2 separate regions of the Sus scrofa genome follow, and region 2 is linked to region 1. Evidence: chromatin contacts called from public Hi-C data. All regions are on one chromosome and are shown on one strand. Each heading gives the region's core, a stretch centred on a gene start, on an enhancer-like site or on the middle of the called end of the contact. The rest is flanking DNA. Distances are from core to core; before and after follow the strand shown.

Region 1 (6,972 bases), core at 1,851-4,350:
CCCGCTTTCTTTTCCTCTCTGTAAAAGCTACTTCCTTCCCTTGCCTTGCAGAGACTTGCACGTGGCTTGCCATGGTTGCAGACCCGGAGTTGCCGTTCTCTGCTGATTCCAAATAATCCCATTATCTGTGGAGCAATACGTATCCGTTTATTTCAGGTCTGTCTGTGCTGTTCCACCGTAAGAAAAAACGTTTCGGAGTTCCCGTCGTGGCTCAGCGGAAATGAATCTGACTAGTATCCATGAGGACGAAGGTTCAATCCCTGGCCTCGCTCAGTGGGTTAAGGATCTGATGTTGCCATGAGCTGTGGTGTGGGTCGCAGACGCGGCTCGGATCCTGTGTTGCTATGGCTGTGGTGTAGGCCGGCAGCTATAGCTCCGATTTGACCACTAGCCTGGGAACCTCCATATGCTGCGGGTGGGGCCCTAAAAAAAAAGACAAAAAAAAAAAAAAAAAAGGTTTCCATTATCCTTCATATGTTTACTTCCTTGCTTAATTCTCAAATACACCGAGGGTGGTTTCAGAATGACTAAGCCATAGCACTGTGTAAAACAAACCCACCAGTTAGAATTCAGCATTTGTTTGCAACTCTTTTTGTCTTTATTCTGAGAATTTAGCATGGAAATATTACCCCCCCACACCCCTGTATGGTTGTGAATAACATTTTAATAGAGTTAGGTTCATTTGTTTATCTTTGTATTCCGTCTTGGGGTTTCTCTCCATCTTGGTTGATCTTAATTTTTTTTTTTTTTTTGGTCTTTTGTCTTTTTAGGATCCTTAACCCACTGAGCGTGGCCAGGGATCAAACCCACGTCCTCTGGCATACTAGTCAGCTTCATTAACCATTGAGCCATGACGGGAACTCCAATTTTAGTGTTTTTTTTTTAATCTTTTAATCTATTTTTAGGGCCACACCCACGGCATATGGAAGTTCCCAGGCTAGGGGTCTAATCGGAGCTGTAGCTGCCAGCCTACACCACAGCCACAGCAACACTGGATCCTTAACCCACTGAGCGAAGCCAGGAATCGAACCCACAACCTCATGGTTCCTCGTCGGATTCATTTCCGCTGCGCCATAATGGGAACTCCGGATTTTTTTTGGTCAAGAGTTAAACATATTTTTCCCTATAGCTCTGCCAACAGGATAGTTGTCGAGTTTTTAAATTTTTGCCACTATGAGAGATGGAAAATGGTATCACAGAAGCATTTCAGTTTGTGTTTCTCTTATGAATCAAATTGAACATGTTTCCATATGGTTAAGGGCCATTATTATATCTTTTTTTGAAAGAGTTGTTACTGTTGATTTTTTTTTTTTCCTTTTTTTTGATGGCCGCACCCGTGGCACATGGAAGTTCCCAGGCCAGGGATCTAATCCAAGCAGCAGCTGTGACCTATGCTGGATCCTTTAAGCCCCTGCACCTGGCCAGGGGTCAAACCCAAACCTTCGCAGCGACCCACGCTGCTGCTGCTGGATTCCTAACCCACTGCACCACAGCGGGAACTCCACCCGTGATGTTTGTGCCCATGTTTCTATTGGCTTTTGCACTTATTTCCTTTCATTTTTATGAGTTTAAAAAAACCTACTAGAGTTGTTAACCCTTTTACCATGATACTTATGTCAAATATTTTTCTCCAGTTTTGTATTTGTCTGTGGCTTTATGGTGGTTTTTTTGGGCAAATGAAATTTTATTATTTTTAGGTCGTCAAATCTATCGATGTTTTAGTGCTTCTGAATTTTGAGTTGTGTTTAGAAAACTTTTCCCTACACCTTAGCCAGAGAGGCATTTGCCCGTAAATTCTCGGTATTCTTAGCATTTCCTTTGTTACACTTAGATCTCTGAACCGTCTCGAGTTTATTCCTGTGTGTGGAGCAGGTTATAGATCTAGTTTGATCTCTTTCCAAATAGTTCTCTGTTGTCTGATCACCATGAGGTAGAAGGTCTGTTTGACCCCGTGATTTCCACATCTGCTTGGGTAGGTTTCTGGACTTTCTGTTCCATTCAGCTGGTCATGTATTCTTGCGGCAGTACAGTGTTGTTTAAATAACACAGACTTGGTGTTCCCGTCGTGGCTCAGCAGAAACGAATCTGACTAGTATCCATGAGGACGCAGGTTCGATCCCTGGCCTCACTCAGTGGGTTAAGGATCTGCCGAGGCCATGAGCTGTGGTGTAGGTCGCAGATGTGGCTCGAATCCCAAGCTGCTGTGGGTGTGGTGTAGGCCGGCGGCTACAGCTCCGATTGGACCCCTAGCCTGGGAACCTCCATATGCCGTGGGTACAGCCCTAAAAAGACAAAAAAGAAAAATAATAATAGAGACTTTATAGTATATCTTAATATCAGGCTAGACCGCCCTCACAGCCTTTCTTTTTCAGGTTTTCTGAGCTATCCTTAGTGTTTATTATTCTTCCGTATGCATTTTAAATATGCATTTAGACTCTAGAAAAAATGTCTCGGTATTTTTATTGGACTTGCATTAAAGTTATAAATTTACTTGGGGAGAGCCGACACATTTATTGTGTTGGGTTATTCTTTCCAAGAACAAAGGATGACTCTCCATTTGTCTGAATCTACTTTTGTGACTTTCAGGAGTAATGCTTTCCTCATACTGATTTAGGACATTTCTTGCCGAATTCGTTGCTCATTTATTTCATCTTCTTGGTTACTACTGCAAGTGGGTTTTCTCTCCCTTATATCCTTTCCCTGGTCATTGATTATGTTTAGCAGTGTACTGATTTCTGTACCTTAATTTTATATCCTGCTACTTTGTCGATATTACATAGTATATTCTGTCACACACCATCATTCATCTGCACGTGAATTCTTTGCTAATTCTTATGCCTCTAACTGATTTATCTTTTCTAATTTACTCAGATTGAGTTCATCCAACAGTTTATCCAAATGTGGACCCAGATAAACGAGGCTCAGCCTTTATGTTTGGGTAGCCTGAGTGTGAACTTGAGGAGGCGGATTTGGAGGTCCTTACTGATAGTATGGGATCCTAAATGGATACTGAAATTCCCATGGAAGAACAAGCATGTAGGAATAGCTAGGAAAACCCGAAAAAGAAAAGCCGGGCGTTCTGAGGCACGAGCGTAGAGATGCTGCCACCTGCCCCCCAGAGCTGGTACTGCACCCTCCAGAGGGGAGTAAATTGGGACCAACTGGTGTTAATTAGCTTTGGAAACCTGAGCATTCAGTCTAAAAGGGAGTTCGCTTTTTTTCCCCCCTCCCTCTAGAGTTCGTCTGGGCTTCAGAGTTCAGATCCTGAAGATAGAGCACAAGAGGTAAGGTGGACTGAGATGTCTTTGGCTTAGCCCAAATTCTCATCCTGGGGTTTGCGAAACTGCAGGTCCACGGGAGGGTAAACAAGTGAAAGAGGGAGAACAAGCTCCTTGCTGCATCAGGCCTTCTTCATACGGTCACTTTTAAAGTCCTTGTGAAACGTATATCCTGAAAGTCATTTTACAGGAGTTCCCGTCGGGGCCCAGCAGAAACAAATCTGACTAGTATCCATGAGGATGCAGGTTCATTCCCTGGCCTTGCTAGTGGAGTAAGGAGCCGGCATTGCCATGAGCTGTGGCATAGGTCACAGGCACGGCTTGGAGCCTGTGTTGCTGTGGCTGCGGCTGGCATCTGCAGCTCCCATTCGACCCCTAGCCTGGGAACCTCCATATGCCGTGGGTGCGGCCCTAAAAGAAGAAAAAAAAAGGTAATTTTAGAGATTAGAAAACAGTGGCCCTTGAAAAGGAAAGGTTAAAGGATGGTTTTTTCCAAAGAGTAAGATTGCAGCTCTTAGGCAACCATAAAATGAACACACGTCGTAAGTTTTATTTAACTTTGTAATTATTGAATTACTGGTAAAAACTGGTTCAAAATCCAGACACACACATATGGGCAATCAAGCATGCCAAAATGAATTTGCTAGGAGGAAGAAAACCCGTCACTATTCAAAGGGGAGTCATTTTTCACTGTACAAAATTTATTTGTCTCTCCGTGGACAAGAACCTTTTTTGTCGCTGTCAGTTTGCTACAACCCAGAGAGCTGTCAAGTAGCTCAAAGACCAGGAAAGGTGTCGCCCCTTCTAGAGTCAGATAGCCCCTGGAAGCATCCTCTAGACAATTTAGAGTGAAATTAAGTAATGCCTTCAAGATTTCACAGCTGCTAAATAGAAGATCTGGAAGTCAACGCCAAATCTATGTGTCTCTGTAAGTTCGGGCTCCTTCTTCGGAGCCTTGGGACAGGGAAGGTTCAGTTAAAATTCCTTGGTCTCAAGAATGGAACCCCTGGAATTCCCCGTCGTGATGCAGTGGAAACAAATCTGACTAGGATCCATGAGGACGCAGGTTCAATCCCTGGCCTCGCTCAGTGGGTGAAGGATCCGGCGTTGCCCTGAACTGTGGTGTAGGTCGAGGACATGACTCGAATCTGGTGTTGCTGTGGCTGTGGCGTAGACTGGCAGCTGTAGCTCTGATTGGACCCCTAGCCTCCATATGCTATGGGTACGGCCCTAAAAAAAAAAAAAAAAAAAAGAGTGGAGCCCCTGCACCTCCATGGAACAGACTCTGGAATACATTTCCAAGGTCTCGAAAGCCTCAGTCAGTCCTTTACCATCCTGAGGGCATCTGCCTGCTCTGTGGTGTCACCTGGAGTCTGCAGGGACTCGCAGCCTGGTCGAGGCGCTGGGAAACAGCCCAGGCGTCTCCACGTCCCACTGCCCCACGCTCCTTGCTGTGACTGAAGGGCCTTCTTGGCCCAGGCTCCAGTCAGATGGTCGGTGTGGGAGTTCCAGGACGTTGGTACAGCCGGATAATACCTTCATCATGTAGCCGCTTCCAGAGTGTTCTCTCCAGCCTGAAGTCATGGTTGATATAAAAGATAGTCCGTTTCCATGACTTGTCATAGTAGTGATCGGAGAAGCGTTCGTGGCCCTCAGTGATGAAGCCATAGGCGCTCACCTGCATGAATGCTGGAGAAGTAAGGCCTGCAGGTGTGCCTCCCAGGCTCCTTCTCCCGGGCTCACGCTGTGTGTGCTGTAGCTGGGGTCCCTTTATCCGGGGTCCGTCCCGGGGTCTGGGTGCAGGCCCCCTGGATGCACGTTTGCACCCAGGCAGGTACTCACTCAGGCCACTCCGCCCACCCCAGCCATCCTCTCAGGCGGGGCAGGCCCAGCGATACCCCCGAGCCGCCTCTCCAGGTGCTCCTGCTCCTGAAGCAGAGCCTCACCTGGTCACAGAGCTGAAGGGCAGTCAGCAGCAGGAGGGCCCCCGTGGTGGGCCGGTATATTCTCCAGTGGGCCGTGTTCAGAGTCTTAGATCTCAGGAACCTGTGAGACACCCCAGCGCCCCAGCTGTCAGGAGGCTGCGAGGATGAGAGGGGCCCGGCCCCTTCCACGGGCTTCCTCCTCTCACCTGTTCTTCATGTAGCGGAGCAGGTCCGGGTGCAGCAACAGGTATCTGTCCATTTGCAAGGCTTCCTGGAAAGCTTCCTGGGGCCTGTGCCTGCGGGTCATTTGGGCTCAGTTCTCTTACCTCACCTGGTGTGGGCCAAGCCAAGGTCATGGGCACGATTGGTACCCCATCTCCAGGTGGCGGCTCAGACGGTCCCCACCTGGCCAACCCTGCACAGCAGCTTGCTCTCTACGAGCTCACCTGGGGGTGAGGCGAGGGGCGGTGGTACCTGAACCAGAAAAGGCTCTTTTTCACCAGGGTCTGATTCAGAAGCAGTGCTTCCAGCCACTCATAGTCCCGGGTGCCTTCCAGGAAGTGCAGGTAGCGGACGTCCTGAGGGCCAAGGACATCCTGCCTTCAGTGGGGTGGCTGGGCTCTGGCTCCAGACTGCCTGCCTGCCCTTTTCAGGCCTGTCTTGGCCCCCCTCCCGGCTCGTGCCCCTTGCAGAGACGGAGCCTGTACCCACCCCAGACCCAGGATGCTCGTCTCCCCATCTCCCCTGCATCCTCCTTTATTGGAAGCCTGCATGCGGCCAGGCCCATTCCTCTCTGCTCACCTTCCCCAGAGGTGCGTGCTGGAAGCCCCGGCTGCCCAGGATGAGAAGTGACTGGGTCAGGGAGAAGGCGGTAAAGCCGTAGAAGGATGTCCGAGTGCCCACATCCTGTTCGTAGCCCTTAATGACAGCTCCACTCAGCCTGGACGGAGAGACAAGGCAGTGCAGGAGGGAGCGCGTGGAGGGCTCGGGCAAGGAAGGAGACCCGGGGAGGCAGCGGCTGTTTACGGAGACTCTCTGGGGAGCCCAGGACCCCCGCCTTCCACATGCAGGCGCAGGACCCCTCTGAGATCTTTCGAAGAGCCCACCTCTGCGGGGACGGGGCGGGGGTGGGCAGCTCACCGGAACACGTAGTCGTGGCCGTCTATCTCCCGGCCCATGTGGGAATTGTTCAGGATGCCTCCGTTACCGACCACGGCACAGCGGATGCACTGGGAGCTCCCACTGGGGAGGGCGGCCAGGAGCAGCTGCTGCTGGGGCACCGGGGGGAAGCGTGTCACCACCTTCTGCACCACTGCAACAGGCGGGGGGCATTCAGAGCCCTGGGAGCGCAGGGGCCCGTGCCCCCACCCCCCACCGAGGCCTCGGGCACTCCCGGGCCCCGGGGGTGAGCACTCACAGGAGAAATTGAGCTCCATGAAGCCAAAGGGTGGAGCGAAGTGTTCCAGGCGAACCCACTCGCTCAGGTTGAAGTGTCTGGAGTCCAGGAAGAGGGTGAGGTTGGGCAGAAAGAGCTTCTGGAGCCAGGGTGACCTGGAGGCCTTGATCTTCACCGAGTCAGGGCAGGTCTACAGGCAGGAGGACGGGTCAGGCAGGCAGAGGCCTGGGAAGACCACGGCCCCGGCTGGGGGTGGGGGTGGGGGGCAGGGGCAGAAAGCAGGCCTCTAAGCTGGGGTGTCTGTCCTATTTCCACGCCTTCCGCCCTCTCCCGCCACCGATGGCCCAGCAAACCCCCCCACCCCGGGTTGGGG
Region 2 (7,179 bases), core at 3,812-6,311, 140 kb before region 1:
CTGTAACTTAATGCCAGGCACTATAATAAGTGTTCTACATAGATTATGCACCTTTACACAGATTGTCCCCCTGTGAGGGAGGAAGTGCGAGCCCCCACTGGGTGAAGCCACTGTGCCAGACTGTGCTGGCCCCCCTCTGCCACCACCATCAAGAATGAGCTAAGTTGTAGGCAAAGCCTTTAATTTCTTTCTTTCTTTCTTTCTTTTTTTTTTTTTTAGGCTGCACCTGAGGCATATGGAGATTCCCAGGCTAGGGGATGAATCAGAGCTGTAGCCACTGGCCTACACCACTGCCACAGCCACGCCAGATCTGAGCCACGTCTTCAACCTACACCACAGCTCATGGCAACGCATCCTTAACCCCCTGAGCAAGGCCAGGGATCGAACCTGCTTCCTCATGGTTGCTAGTCAGATTCGTTAACTGCTGAGCCACAACAGGACCTCCAAGAGCCTTCAATTTCAAATTCTGGTCTCTCCCTGACTAAACCTGGTCTGAGCAGGTGGATCATCCTGTATTTGTGCAAGTAACCCCGGTGCCTAGTAAGTGCCTGGCACAGCACTGACATTCAGTAATGTACCATCTTGGAATTCCCGTCGTGGCGCAGCAGAAACAAATCCAACTAGGAACCATGAGGTTGAGAGTTCAATCCCTGGCCTCGCTCCGTGGGTGAAGGATCTGGCATTGCCGTGAGCTGTGGTGTAGGCTGCAGATGTGGCTTGGATCTGGTGTGGCTGGCAGCAACAGCTCTGATTCGACCCCTAGTGTGGGAACTTCCATATGCTGAGGGTGTGGCCCTGTAAAGACAAAAGACAAAAGTAAAATAAAATAAAATAATGTACCATCTTGATGGGTACATCAGAGTTCTGAGGTTCCTGCACCTCCATTTGGTCAGTTCCCCATCCTCTCCCACATACGGCCAAGGAGCTGAAGCTGGGGTCGGGGAGAGCAGCCTCTTTGGCCCTCCCCTTCCCTTGCCATCTTCAAGAGATAGATCATCTTCCTGTCTGAGCTACCTCCGAGCCCTTTTACCAAGACAGGCTCAGGACATCTCTCCCCATTTCAGTGCTCTCACTCAGACCTGAGACGCCCCAGAAAAGATAAGGCATGACCACTTCCCAAACCCCAAGCTCCCAACCACAGTCTCGGCACACCCAGGCTGGCAGGTGGAATGAGCCGGGATGGAAGCCCCTGCCTAATTTTCATGTTCCTAATTTTTCTTTCTTTCTTTTTTTTTTTTTTTTTTTTTTTTTTGGCTGCCCCACGGCATATGGAGTTTCCCTGGCCAGGGTTCAGATCTGACCTGCAGCTGTGACCTAAGCCACAGCTTCAGGGTCACTGGATCCTCAACCCCCCATGCCCAGCCAGGGATTGAACCTGCGTCCCAGGGCTCCCAAGACGCTCCCAATCCCATGGTGCCACAGTGGGAATGCCTCGATTTCCTAATTGTTGAATGAAAAAAAAGCCTTCATTCCCCAATGGAGAAACCCCCTTCTTCCATGGCCTCGCCACCTAGCCCTTCCTGGGAAACAGAGATGCTTCTGGGGAGTATTTTGCTTATTTACAAATGTGCCTGCTGGAAACTGAGCCAGCCTGGCCACTCCCCTTGCGAAGGGGCTGGCCCGGTGCTGGAAGCAGCAGAGCTGGCAGCAGAGTGAACTGATCTTGGGGAAGCAGGCCACATCTCGCCCCTATCTTAACCAGCCACTGGGCGCCTCTCACACTGCCCCCTGGGGGAGCCCCACCCTGCCTGGCCTCTGCAAACCTCCTGGAGGAGCAAATCCAGAGGGGCCTGAAGCTCCTTCTACCCTGCAGTGAGTGTTGGGGGCTCCAGGCTGCCTTCAGCGCTGGGGGCTTTGGCCAGGAAGGCGGGTGGGAGGGGAACCATCCCAGGGACTGCCAACCCTCAGCAGCTGGCCAGAGCAATGCCTTTGAGGCTCCCACTCTGGGTTGCTCTAGAATCTCGGGCTTTGGGAGTTAAAAGGGCTCCTTTTGGAGTTCCCCGATGGCCTAGCAGTTAAAGGACCTGGTGTTGTCACTGCTGTGTCTCTGGTCACTGCTGTGGCCCAGGTTCAGCCCCTGGCCTGGGAACTTCTGCGTGCCATGGGTGTGGCCAAATGAATAAATAAATAAAAGGGCTCTTCTTGTTCCTGGAGCTTTACCCCTCCTTGCACTGATGCCCTGGGAGAAGCAACTATGGACCTTGCCCAAGGTCACCCTGGAGTAGAGTCAGAATCAGGCCTCAGAGCAGCTGGCCTTTGGCCATTCTCACTCCCGACCCCAAGGATGGACGGCCCTCCACTGGGCGAAAACTTTGTGCTGGGGCGACAGTGGAGACGTTGAGCCATGAGTGAGAGCCGAAGATTGGCAGGCTCATCCTTCTTTCCTCCTTCCTGAGGATACAGGGGCGCCAAGGATAGCAAATCCGCCAGACCAGCCTGCAGCACAGTAGGGCCGCTATGACCTAACCAGGCCACACTCTTCGCCAGCCACTGCCAGCACCAGCCAGCCCCAGGTGCAAAGAGACATCTTCTCCCCCACCTGTTCCTTCTCTCCCAGAGCCTTCATCCAGCTGGTCGGCAGCATCACCCACCTGGGTACCAAATTGGCCACCTGGGAGTCAGCCCTCAACACTGAGCCCCACAAGTCATCAAAGCCCAGGTCACAGTCCATCTACCCCCTTTTCACACACTCCCAGACCTGGAACAGCCAGGAGCAGCTCCACGGGGGTGTCAGAGGGTGGAGCTGGAGCAGTGGCGAAGGGTGAGGTTCTGCAGTTAAATGAATGTGGGTTTGAAGCCTGTGCTGCCCCCGACTCACTCTGTGACCTTGGGCAAGTTATTTTACTTCTCTGAGCCTTGGTTTGCTTTCTGTAAAAAGGGACTAATAACAGCACTTACTTAGGAGTTCTGTTGTGGATCCGAAGTAATGAATCCGACTAGTAACCATGAGGACGCGGGTTCAATCCCTGGCCCCACTCAGTCGGTTAAAGGATCCGGTGTTGCTGTGGGCTGTGATGTGGATTGAAGACAAAGCTGGGATCTGGCGTTGCTGCGGCTGTGGTGTAAGTCGGCAGCTGCGGCTCGGATTCGACCCCTAGCCTGGGACCCTCCATATGCTGCAGGCGGGGCCATTAAAACACACACACACACACAAAACAAAAAACAGTGCTTACCTGAGAGGGCTGTGGCCAATTTGACTGACATGATGAATAGAAGGTGTTTTGCACCTGCCCGTGCCAGGTACAAGCCTGATCAACATTAGCTGCTGCCATTCCTTCACCTCCGTCTCTTCCCTAAACATTCCTGTCGTTTCCTCGCCACCTCGTTCCCAGGAGAGTGAAAATGTAAGCATGATCATCTGACCGCTGAGCTTTTTCCCGTGGCTTTCCACGGGACACGAGACGGAGGCAGGGAGAGGCCTTCACAAACCCATTCCTTCCACCCACCTCCAACCTACCTACCACTTCTGCACCCAGTGCCCGGAGCTGCTCACTCCAGGATCCCGACTTTTTGGTGCCTTTGTGCCTTTGCTTCCCTGTCTGCTTGGAATTTTTTTTTCCCTCTGCTTCAACCCAAGATTTTACCTAAAGAACCCCTTTTCATCTTAGAATACCCAAGGGGGCGCTTCTTATCCATGAGGAAGCCCCGTTTCTCCCACTTATTCCCCACTTCCCTGGTCAGACCCGTCTGATTAATTTATTTCCCTCTATTCCAACCATTTGTTTGCATGCCTTTCTCTCCTATGGGACCAAATCTTCTTTGCACGTTGGTACCAACGTCCAGCACAGGTCTGACCCACGGTAGGTGCACAAAAGATGTCTGTGGAATGACTGAATGAGAGCTAACCTCTCTCAAAGGTCCCAGATGTGCCAACAGTCCCTGGGACTCCTCTGTCCCTCCTCAAGTCCCAGCTCTCCATTTGTCCTAGACACACCCCACCCCCACAGGCACACTCCCAGCACACACACACCCACTCTCGCCCTGCTCCTCTGCGCTTGCACACTCACGCACATGTGCTCTCCTCCTCCCCCACTATGAGCCTTCGGTTTCTAGATCTGGGCTGCCCACTGCAGTGCCCCCCAAAAACATGTGACTTTTGAGCACTTGAAATGTGGCTTGTCTGAACTGCCATGGGCTATAAGTGTAAAAACACACTGGGAGTTCCCGTCGTGGCTCAGCAGGTTAGGAACCCAACACAGTGTCTGTGAGGTTGTGGGTTCAGTCTCCGGCCTCGCTTGGTGTATTAAGGGTCCAGCATCGCTACAACCTGTGGCATCGGTCACAGATGCAGCTCAGATCACAGTCGATGTGGCTGTGGTGTAGCCGGCAGCTGCAGCTCCGATTTGACCCCTAGCCTGGGAACTTCTGTAGGCCTCAAGTGTGGTCCTAAAAAGACAACAACAATGACAACAAAAAGGAGTTCCCATTGCGGCTCAGTGGGTTAAGAACCTGACACAGTGTCCATAGGGATTCAGATTCCATCTCTAGCCTCGATCAGTGGGTTAAGGATCCAGTGTTGCTGAAAGCAGCGACATAGGTCACAGATGTGGCTTAGATCCCATGTTGCTGTGGCTGTGATATAGGCCAGCAGCTGCAGCTCTGTTTCAACTCCTATCCTGGAACTTCCATATGCCACAGGTGCGGTCCTAAAATTAAAAAAAAAAAAAAAAAAAAAAAAGCACTGGTTTGGGAGACTCAGTGGAAGGGGAGAAAAAAACCAGAATATAAAATATCTCTTGGACTTCCCATGTGGCTCACAACATAACTACTCGGTGTTGCTTCTACAGAATATAAAATATCTCCAGGAGTTCCTGTCGTGGTTCAGCAGAAACCAATGTGACTAGGAACCATGAAGTTGCGGGTTCAATCCCTGGCCTTGCTCAGTGGGTTAAGGATCTGGCGTTGTGAGCTGTGGTGCAGGTTGCAGATGTGGCTTGGATCCTGCGAAGGCCAGCAGCTACAGCTCCGATTCGACCCCTAGCCTGGGAAGCTCCATGTGCTGCAGGTGGAGCTCTACAAAGGCAAAATAAATAAATAAATAAATACAATATCTCCAATAATTTTTATATTGATGACTTGTTGAAATGAAAATACTTTCTATATATTGGGTTAAATACAATATTATTTTAAAGTCAAGTTCACCTGTTTCCTTTGGCTTTTTTTTTTCTTGTGGCTACTAGAAAACTGAAAATCACAAATGGGGGGTGGTCCCAGGATCTTTCTGCTGGACGATGGGGCTCCAGATGCTCAGGAAGCCATAGGTGCCTTCTTTCTCCAGGAGGTGGCGGTCTCTCCCCATTTTTGACACCTCCATTCTAGAAAGGTCTGGAAAGTTCCTGGGGAAATGGCCTGTGTAACAAAGCAGGTATTGAACCCTAAACGGGACAGGGCCACAGTCAGCCCTGCAGTGATGTCAGCCTATCCACGCAAAGGAGGCGTCAAAAGAAACCCACAGGAAGTCAAGGAGCTAAGTGCCACCTTCCTCAACAGAAGAATCAACACCTAGTTGATAGATTCTTGCTCTAGGTACCGAGTGCGTTACCACGTGTTCAGTGAAATCGCTGTTTTCCAGGCATTTCTAGGCCTTTGAAGGAGATGGGCATGCAGTGGACACACTGTGGTGCCCAGGCCAAGTCCACCTTTAGGTCCAGGGAACACGTCCCACCTGCTGAGGCTCACAGCTGCAGTTCCTCCCCAGAGATGGTTCTTGGCTGAAAGAAGATGCCTCGTCCAGCCAATGACTGTCCCTACGGAGCAACAAAGTGTGGCCCTCTGGCCTCAGGCCGTGGTCCCAGGGAACAGACTATAATGGAGTCTGTCCCTGATCCTGGCCTGCTAAGGAGGACCTCCCTCGCCAGTGGTGGGTAGAATATTCTGGCCCCTGGCATGCTGCAGGGGTACAATCATTACAACGTTCACGGACAGGGAACTGGGATGGGATAGCAGCGAAAGGAAAGGCAGCAGTGTGAGAAAAATCTCAGGTGTTTCAGGAGCATGTCAGTATAAGAACTGTAGGTGCACCTGGCCACTCCTGGGGACAGGCACCCTGGGCACAGACAGCAAAAGCCTGGGCTTGGGGTAAAATCCAGAGTGTTTCCTTGGCAGCAGGTAAAGAAGCTCACATCCTGAAGTTGGGGGCGGTGAGAGAAGGAGCGGGCCAGGCTTGGGACGGAACCAAAGTAACAGAGCCCCAGGGGAGGGGAATTCGCAACCTTAGGGAGTCAGGCAAGCCGAGGGGCTTCCTGGTTGGGAAGAAGAGGGATCCGAGACAGGTGCGGGTATCTGGCTGCTGTGACTGCGCCCCTCCTGATAGGGTGGCTCCAGACAGCTTGGAGGAAGGGATCCCGATGTCCCATCCGGTGCATCTGTTGAGACCCCCTAGGTTCTCACGCGGGAATTGCGCTCCGCTGGAGGAAGCTGCCTCAGCAGGACGGATGCAGGGCCACGAGGCCTGCCCCCTGCCCCCTGCCTCCATCCAGGCGTCTCTGAGGGGCTTTTGGCTCCTTCTGCTGTGAGCCGAGGCCTCTGTAGCAACGGCGTCATCACAGCCCAACTTCTCCCTCTGCCGAGCCCTGCTTCCCCTGCTCCCCGCCATGGAGGCGGGGGTGGGGAGGTGTGGGGGGGTGAGACTCCCGCACTTAATTCTCCAGCTGAGTCTCTGTCCCCAGGGAACCTGCTAGTGACAGATTAAGGTTGCTAAGGTAAATACGATTAGGCAAGATGTGCTCGGTGCCAGGTGTGTGGGGCACATGTTCAGAGCAGGGGAGGGGCGAAGAGAAGGATGCCCCCCAAACCCGCGGAAAAATGCAAATAGATGCTCAAGCACCTGAACGGAGGGCTGCCTTCCCTGCCTGTCGGAGCCTTTCGGCTGCTCTGCCTGGAAAGTTGGGGTCTTGGAGGCATCATCAGCACTGGGGACCCCCTGACCCCCAGGGCCTGCCACTTCATCTCCTGCAGTGGGAACCGGGCAGGATGGAGGTGGGAATGGGGAGCAGGTGGGGCTCCAAGTGGGAAGTTCCTGGAAGCCCCACCCCACACCCCGCCTTCTAGATGCATCTGAGCTACCCCAGACTCTGCACTGGAGGTGGGGTCAGGTGGGATGAGGTTGGGGGGCGGGGAAAGATGTCTCCAGGCCCCCAGACCCTCCAGTGGCTCATTATACCTTTGACCACCACCCTC

Evidence for each region. Hi-C and Micro-C count contacts between places; a contact is called where the count stands out from the background.
Region 2: a contact with region 1 is called in a Hi-C map of liver, with 2.6 times the contacts expected there. The contact joins the promoter of LOC100518330 here to the enhancer-like site in region 1. A contact is called at or near these places in 8 of 47 Hi-C or Micro-C datasets (embryonic fibroblasts, epiblast stem cells, liver and 4 more).

What each region holds. Positions count from the first base shown.
Region 1 is chr12:4,906,194-4,913,165 of Sscrofa11.1, reverse strand. ST6GALNAC1 (alpha-N-acetylgalactosaminide alpha-2,6-sialyltransferase 1) reads right to left here. Exons shown (of 10, transcript XM_021066571.1): 3 at 6,621-6,789; 4 at 6,344-6,515; 5 at 6,005-6,143; 6 at 5,678-5,781; 7 at 5,410-5,499; 8 at 5,225-5,324; 9 at 4,957-5,031; 10 at 3,821-4,852. The coding sequence ends at 4,820. Among named protein-coding and RNA genes, the nearest start is that of ST6GALNAC1, 20 kb to the right of the region's middle. Within about 2 kb of position 3,100, at least 2 of the 83 cell types and tissues checked have an H3K27ac peak or open chromatin away from gene starts, as enhancers often do. A contact at or near this core is called in liver, where this site is marked.
Region 2 is chr12:5,045,508-5,052,686 of Sscrofa11.1, reverse strand. It overlaps LOC100518330 (serotonin N-acetyltransferase), which reads left to right and starts at 5,061. Exons shown (of 3, transcript XM_005656910.3): 1 at 5,061-7,179.